2 separate regions of the Cricetulus griseus genome follow, and region 2 is linked to region 1. A link is a contact called in public Hi-C data. All regions are on one chromosome and are shown on one strand. The core of a region is the stretch at or near the end of the contact, and the rest is flanking DNA. Distances in the headings are between cores, read along the strand shown.

What was found. A called contact is a pair of places that touch in the nucleus more often than the background predicts.
Region 2: a contact with region 1 is called in a Hi-C map of fibroblasts, with 2.2 times the contacts expected there. The contact joins the promoter of Znf516 here to the enhancer-like site in region 1. A contact is called at or near these places in 2 of 8 Hi-C or Micro-C datasets (the CHO-K1 cell line and fibroblasts).

What each region holds. Positions count from the first base shown.
Region 1 is chr2:232,647,309-232,651,577 of CriGri-PICRH-1.0, reverse strand. The region is part of intron 2 of Znf516 (zinc finger protein 516); the gene reads left to right. Among named protein-coding and RNA genes, the nearest start is that of Znf516, 53 kb to the left of the region's middle. Within about 2 kb of position 2,052, at least 2 of the 6 cell types and tissues checked have open chromatin away from gene starts, as enhancers often do. A contact at or near this core is called in the CHO-K1 cell line and fibroblasts, where this site is marked.
Region 2 is chr2:232,700,023-232,704,291 of CriGri-PICRH-1.0, reverse strand. It overlaps Znf516 (zinc finger protein 516), which reads left to right and starts at 1,789. Exons shown (of 6, transcript XM_027403708.2): 1 at 1,789-1,932.

The DNA.
Region 1 (4,269 bases), core at 803-3,302:
ACGTACAACTAACTGTTGGAGCAACTTTTCAGAAATCACTGATGCAGAGAATGACACTCTTTTATGCAGAGAATGACACAGCTGTGTTGAAGGTGACACTCAGATCTCTGCTGATTCCGTGAAATAACCATGTGTGCTGTGATTTTACCTGAGTAGCAAGCAGTTTTGACATCCGGGAGTTTATGTGGGTGCTGTTTTTGGGATCTGCCTGTAGGGGGCTGTATTGCTCATTCTGAACATGAGCTGGGCCAGGCAGGAATCATCTCTGACACATGTATCAGTGTGACATTGAGAATAAGAGTGATGGATAGCTTCTGAGCTGGAGTTGCTGGTATGTAATTAAGTATATGAAACCCCAACATTTATGCACACAAGAACAGCCAGGAGTTCAGAAAACCAACACTTTGGATATAGACCTCAAAGTCAGTAGGTTAGAAGGACACTGTCTAGAGTCTGTTTAAATGATGAGTGACTGGCACTGCAAGAGAGTTACAAAGGCCATCTCTTTGGGTGCATCTGGAGTTTGGCCCTCTTGACCTGTAGTCCCTGAGCTGGGCCTGCATGGACCAGTGTGGGTGGTCACAGGTATTCAACATGCTTTTCCTGTGAAGCAGTTATGATCCTGCTCTGACGTTTACGTATTACTACATTAGAACTAACTTGACTACCCTAGTCTTTGTCCACTTTCGTCCTGTTGGACCCGTGTATGGCACCTGCCTGGATCACCTGTCTTTGTATTGTCATTGGATCGTCACAGGGTTGGATATGTGCTGAGTGTGGAGTTTAGTTAGTTAGAAATAGACAGTTGAAAACTCTCCTATAAAGTTCTTATTTGATACTAAAATGCAGCCGTGTTCTCCCCTGCCCCTGGGTACCGTCCACCCCTACCAGTTTATGCAGACTGGGCTTATACATGCTTAAGCCACTGCCTCTGGCTTTCCTGTGGAGCCCTGAACTTACGCTGTCAGGCTTGCATGGCTAGTGCATCACCCACTGATTGGTTTCCCAGCCTGCAGCCCCATTCTTTAACTGCTGTTCCTGGTTGCATCAGGAGAATGCCTGATGATGGCCTGCCCTCACAGCGATTGGCTTAGACCTTTGGGAGGAGCCTAAAGCCTGTTCCTGTCAGGTAGATTCATCTCTTGGATGGGGCCACCTGCTGCAGAGACATTGTAGAGCCTGCATGTGCACTTTGTCCCTTGATGTCATGTGTTATTCAGAGAAGCTCCTTCATCTCCATCAGAGCCCAGGGCAAGCCCTCCTGAGCCCACTGGAGCTAAGGGCACAGGGACAAGGCTTTGCCCAGCCTGCCTTCTCCCTTCCTCCTCTGGAGTGTGACACTCCTCATGAGGGTGGCTCAGGCCCTGTTCCTCACTTGTTTTAGGAACTGGTGGTGTGTAGTTTGGTTGTGGTGTGTGTTCGTGTGTGAATTATGAATTATTTATTAGGTTTGGATTTTGAATCCTGGAACACTAAATCTCACTTGGTAAGTGTTATGTGCCCATCTCCAGGCCAAGTTCTTAACTTTTTATTTGTAAGTTTAGAGTTTTGGGGTGGATCTGATCTGAGGCTGACTTTCCATGAGCACCTGGAGGATGTACCCTTTATTTATACAATTTACATATGTTTTTACATATTAAAAAGATTGGCAAGCCAGTGGTGGCACATACCTTTAGTCCCAGCATTTGGGAAGCAGAAACAGGTGGATGTCGATGGATCTCAGGCCAGCCTGGTCTACAAAGTGAGTTACAGGCCAGCCAAAGCTATGCAGTGAGGCCCTGTATTATATCAAGATTGAAAAAGGGACTAATTACAAAACTAGAAAGTAGGACTTTTTTTTCCTGGCTTCTATTTGATTCTGTGTGTGTGATTAATGCATTAATATGCCGCTATAGCAGGCCCTGTATCCTGTGTTATTTACAGAGGGAAGCCATTGATTTGAAAGAAGTATTTTCACAGATTAGTAAGACATTTGGGCTGGCTGTTAGCTGCCAAATATGTTCATGTAAAGACATGCCAAGTCTGGGTGTTACTCACGCTCTTGCTTTAGCTCTAGAATGATTACTTTCAGCAGTTATGACTAAGCTGTATTCCAAACCTAATGTGGTTTCACTTAATAGCCTAATTGGTTATTGAAATGTGGTGTGTGAATGGCAATTCCGGGCTGTTGTCTGTGAACTTGCCTCCTCTAGAACACTGCATATAGGTAGGGCTCTGATACCAGAGACCAGAAGAACATTCATCGTAATAAAATCCAGTTTTCCATGCACGGGACTGGCTGGCCAGTGATTGAGTCCGCTGTGAATGCCATAAGAACAGTGCACGAAGGAACTGGACAGTTGGAGAATACGATCCTGATGTGATGACCAGGATTCCAGTCCGACTTCTACTCACTTTATTTCCTCTGACTTACAAAGGGGTTTAGGGCCAGTGAGGTGGCTTAGTGAGTAAAGGCCCTGGCCACGAGCCTGGCAGCCCGAGTTGGGTCCCTGTAACCCACATAGTGGAAGGAGAGAACTGATTCCTGTAAGCTGTCCTCTGGCTTTCACACACATGCTGTGACAAGCATGCATGCGGATACATACTGAGTGAACGAGTTAAAATGAGAGTACAGGGACCATTAGCTTCCAAGAATGGACAACTATAGGGTTTATGAGAACAGGCTTTTACAGATCATCATGGCATTGAACTTGAAAATAGTAGGAACATGGTGGGAATTTCTCACTTTAAGGAATGTCAATGGGCATTGCCTTTTCCAGAGTGTTGTAGGGCTGCAGGAGAAGACTCTGAGTGGAATACTAGCATCATGGGCCTAGACTGCTGAGAAGAGCCAGAAAGTTGACGGATGAGCAGGGTAGGAGATTTTACATTTCAGGCACAAGGAAAATAGTCTGAAAGTCCTGGCTGGACTAAGGAGGAAAGAAGCCAGAGGCACCAGTGGTTTCTATGGCAATAGTCAATGTGCCGCTGATGAAGGCTCCCTCTGTGGGTGTGAGGGTCTGTGCTGCAGCAGTGGAGGGGGGTCCTAAATTCTCCGCATTGTTATCTAGTGTTCCCAACCTTTCTTAGTCCTGTCAGTCTTTCTCCACTTGTCCAAACTGTTGGCCACATCCTGCATTGTGTTCCCATTGGTAGGTGCCCTATGGTTATCGCTGGCCAGTCTCGAGCATGTCTGAGGCTGACAGACCTAGACAAGCTTTCTCAAGGAAACACTAGTCATGACAAGAATGGCCATGGTCAGTGCTTGCTTCAGTCCCCCACAGGCTAGAGATGAGGAGGAAGAAATGGTGTAACCCCTGCCCTTGAGCCTGTTGACCTTGTGCAGCCATCCTAGGATTGCTGTGCTGTAAAGGCCAAACAGCAGATCTCTTCACTGAGGTCCAGCTAGACAGGTTTCTTCTTTATATACAGCATTGTGTGTTCATATCAGCTTCTGCGTGCTTCCACGCTGTGTGGTGAATGCACACAGTTGCCTTGCTTGAAATCATTTATCCGGACAATGTGTTTGTCTTTGGAAGTTGAGGTTGCCAGATTTGTTCAGTGAAAATGCAGCATGCTTGATTAAATTTGGAGTTCAGATAAACATAACTACTTCGAGAGGCATAAGTATATCCCATGTGGTATTTGGGTGTAAGAGCAGGGTTTCTGAGGCAGCTTGTTCTCCCAGGAGGAGGCAGGTCAGGTTCAGGCAGTGAGTACAGGGGCTACCCCCCATGCCTCCACCAGTATCAGATTGCTTATGGGTGGTGGTGGTGGTGGTGGTGGTGGTGGTGGTGGTGGTGGTATTGTTTTCAACTGCTGTCATGTTACCTGGCATTCATATACATTAGTTATGTGAATCAGGTCTCCATTTGGGCCTACTTGGGTAACAATACCTGTGCAGTATTAGGTTTTTTCTAGTAAGAATGCACTTCTGGTTTTGAGTAGTTTGTGTTTAGTAGGTGAAGCCTGTGGTGAGGCCTCCTGCCCATGAAGGTAAGAAGACATGAGGAAGTATTTCCTTCCCTCTTCTGTGCTGAGGAAGGAATTACTACCTGTGCCCACATTTCTTTGATCATCTCTCATATTTAGGATTTCCAATGAGTATCTGGGACATTTGATGTGAAGTAATATACCCCCCCCTTCTATGCTGGAAGAACTCACAGCCGTGTGTGTTCACTTAATGTGAAGTGGATCTTTGGCCATAAGTTCCCCCTGGTGTGGGTGTTCTCTTTCTGTCTTGAGTTTTCCTGTTGTCTGGCTTGACAACACTTTTCTAGGCAGTGGGTG
Region 2 (4,269 bases), core at 540-3,039, 53 kb before region 1:
TCCTGTCTTTAGACATTCCCTCTCTACACTTTAGTTTACAGAGCAAAAGATTGCCCTCGGCTTGGGTAAATAATGCCACCCTCCTTTCTGAACTATAATTCACACAGTCTTAATAAACTCTAAGAGATAGGATTAATATTTGGGTTTGTGTCCCGTGGATGTCCCCCCCCCCCCAGCCCTTATACTTAGAGTCTGCCTATCTAGTACATCCTGGTAGTTTGCCTCGGATTTCATGCTCTGTTGCAGCGAGTTTCACTTCAGGCTCTCAGACAGGCAAGGCCTTTTCTGGGGGAGGGGAGTGGTGCTTTTTGTTTGCTTTTTACTCTTAGCTCTTCTTTACTGGAACCCCTTAAGAATGTTTCTTATCTAAACATCCCCAATCACGGAGCAAGCCTTCCCCATCAAATCCCTGGAAGGAACAGAGTTTCAAATACTGAACCAATCACACATTCGGCAGCAGGAGAGGGGAGTTAGTGCTTTCTTCCTCTCCTGTTTCATCAGCCAGAAGGATCAGCCGGTTTAACATTATAAATATCCAAATGTTAACCATTAACACTGCCGCTTTGCTCAGCTCCAATATTCTAATTCACTTAAACCTTTCAGAACAGGAGGAACCCTGCACCTCCAAAGAGTCCCAGGGGTTTGTACTTTGTATAGAAGGTGTCTTGAATCTCTCTCTCTCTCTCTCTCTCTCTCTCTCTCTCTCTCTCTCTCTCTCCCCCAAAGATATTTGAAGATATAAAACAGCTATAGTATGGATGTACCAATAGCATGAGAACCCTCTCGAATTCATTTTTATACCATTGTTCTTTGTGTAGAGCAATCTAGTACTGGTATGTTGACAATAAACAACGACAGTGGCTTTGAAGAAACAACTGAAAAACGCATTTCAACTTAGTAACAAACTGGCTGGCCTTCAGACTGCTTTTTCTAGGTTTGTCACATGGGCACAAGAATCTGACTCTTGCCCATCTATCAAATTTCACTCTCAGATTTCAAACGTATTGCCCAGAAGTGTGCAAAAAAAAAAAAAAAAACCATTTGAAAGCACAATATTATTGCAGACAGAAGCACCGAGTGAAATCACATGGGAGTGGCTGAAGAAAGGAGGCACTTCATCTAAACGATAGAATTTTATGTAGGATTTTTTTTCTTACTTAGGATTTTGTTTGCTACTCTAACTTGTCAATTTTTCAACACATGGAAATTATTAATGAAACGTGTAGTCGGAAACTAGAGCAAAAAAGGCAGAGAGATGTCTCTTACATGTCGTGGACTGACTTGAACCAGTATCGATTTAAAAGTACTAATCCCACCCCACAAAAAACCCTGAATTAAAATTTGTGCTATGCATATTTGAATCTATGTTGGAGATTGTGTATACACACATAACATCTACACATGCTATTTATACTCATGTCATTAGCTGAGTTGAGTGTAGCCTTTCATGTGAATTTTCACCGGGTATGAATTGTGGGCACTTCAATAGAGTGTGTGTGTGTGTGTGTGTGTGTGTGTGTGTGTGTGTGTGTGTGTGTGAATCAGACTTAAACGTGATTGTTCAGGAATACATCCCACTTAGGCATTCAGGCTGAAACTAGCAACAATTGGCCGTGACCTTTAACATGCCTGCTTTCCAAATTAGTGCCGACCATTAATCACACGGGGCTTACATTTTATGATTCGCCGGCCGTTCCTCGCGGGCCTCCTCCCTCTGCTCCCCCCTCCTCGGCGGAAACACACGCATACACACGGAAACATCTCACTCTCAGCCAGGCCCCAGCCCGATTGCCAGCTCTGCCAGGGTACAAGCGCCGCCCTTTGCAGCTCCTCCGCACAGGAGTTTCTATTGCAAAACCAGTGGCCAGGGAGGGCCCCCGAGCTGCACTAGCAGCGCAGAGGGCTGGGCAACGGGGAAAGCCACCGCGAAAGGTAACCGCCCGGATCTTGGCTCCGATTGTTAGGCAGAGCCAACTCCGGCGTCTTGGCCCCAGTGCTTCTCCACTGCGGAGTTATCACGCGCAGCAGCCGAACAATATGGCCAAGAGCCTGGTGGGAGAAGATAGTGCCCCTCCGCGGGCCACGGCTCCCCTGGCCTACGTCACCGCGGATCGCGGGGCGCGCTCCCCGGCCCCTCCTCCTCTCTCCTCCTTCTGCTCCCGCTCCCCTCCCCCCTCCCGCAGCCCCTCCCTGCTAAGTACCAAGAAAGCTTTGGGGCGTCAAATCGAGGTTTTGATTCACAGACTCAATATATTGTCAGTGACTACGACCCACGGAGAGTAGTAAAGGGAGGGGGGAGGCACAAATGAAGTTTTCGGAACCAAAGCAAAATGACTTGAACTTTGAAGACACCAGTAAACAGCCACGGTGACAAACGAGTGGGAGCTCCACTCAGCCCCAGAGCTGTCCTGTTCTTCCCGCGGCATGCGGACTCCTAGACTCGCTCCCGGGAAGTTCAGGGGACACGCGGGCAGGGTGGACACCGTTTAGTCTGGAGTCGAGGCTCAGCGTCCAGGTGCTTCAGAAGGTTAGACATGCATCCCAGGGACGTCTGCACGTATGGATGCGTGTGTGTGTGTGTGTGTGTGTGTGTGTGTGTGTGTGTGTGTGTGTGTGGTGTGTGTGTGTGTTGTGTGTGGTATGCGCGCGCGTAAACAGCCTCTAGGAACTGGGGCTGCAGCAACCTGAGACCTGAAGCTGAGGGGCGACCACTAGTCGCGGACGTCGTGATTCAGTGCTATTAGGGGAGGAATTATCTGGGTCTGAGTCATCGTGAGCCTCCAGACTTTCTCCGCAGTGTGGCAGAACTTTGTGCTGATGAGACAATAGTGGAGCGTGTGCGTTTCCTTCAGGGCAGACCATTTCCGAGCTGGGGGAAGCCTCGGGCCTGCTCCGACCGTGGACGCCGGGTCCCCGTCTTTGCTCCGTGCAGTCCCTCGGAGCCCTGCCGGCGCCTGGGCCCCCGCGGGGCGGGTGCATCCCGGGCGCGCGCGCGGCGCGCGGAGGGGGGCCGGGCGCGTGGCGGGTCCCGCGCGCTCTCGCGCGTCCCCCGCGCCCGGGCGCAGCTGGCGCGGTCGGTCTAGAGCAGCGCTCGGCTCGGCGCCGCGGGCGCTCTGCTTCACCTTCAGATGCGCGGGGCGTGCGCGTCCTCCTCCCGGAGCCCGCCGCCTTCCTTCCAAGGTAGGGGCCGTGGGGCGGGGGCGCTTCCTGGCCTGTGGGAGGGCGGATCCACAGGCAGGGCCCTGAGGGTCGGGACCCACAACGTGCCCAAGACCCTGCTGTGCCGGGTGAGGTGGGGGCGTGCTGGGCAGGGGGCGCGCCCTGTAGAAGGTCTCTGGCGCCAGGAGGGCGACTTGGCTTTCTGTGTTGGTAGTTATTCTGCTCTGCAATTCCAGGAGAGGAGAAGATGCAACTTCGGGTGGCGGGGCGAGCGCCCGGGAGGTGGCTTTTACCGCAGTGGAGGGGCGGGGTGGGGGCCGGGGTGGGAGCGCGGAAGAGGCTCTGGCTTTGTACACTTCGTCAAAGGCGACGCGGGAGGAGGGGAGCTCGGATGCGCTCTCATCCATTAGGAGACAAAGAGCAAATTGCCTTACTTTAAAGTAAAACGCTCTGGCTAATGAAGGTGGGTGATGGGCGGCGGGGCCGGAGGAGCTGCTTCAATTATTAAGGGTTTGGCGGAGGGGATCGATGCCTGTGGGCACAGAGCGCCGCTGCCTAGGGGACTTGTTTGCGAATTTGTGTTCGGTGTGTGTGTGTGTGTGTGTGTGTGTGTGTGTGTGTGTGTGTGTGTGTGTGTGTTGTTCTCACTGCTCCCTCCCCGGGCTTCTGCGGGTCAGCGGGGAGATTTAAGTGACCCTAACACTAAAGAAGTGGAATCTCTAGGAAGCGAAGTTCGCGTAGGGGTGGGGGCGGGGGCGAGGTTCTGGAAGTGACTCTGAGTGGGGTGGGAAGGAGATCTGTGCTGTGGGGACTCCTTGGAATTGCGCTTTGCCTTGCTGGGGTATAGTGGAGTGGGGGGTGAGGGACTTATTGATCTCTCTCTCTCTCTCTCTCTCTCTCTCTCCCTCTCTCCACACACACACACACACACACACACACACACACGAATTACACCCGGGTGTGTGAAAAAGAAGATCGCAATGGGGTGTATGCTGCGGGGGTGGGGGTTGGAACGGCGCCTCCTCTGCCATTTCCAGGGAGAACATACCGAATAGTTAAGATCAGTATTTAGATTAAACCGCCTCGTCAAGTTTTAAAGAAACTTTGTCT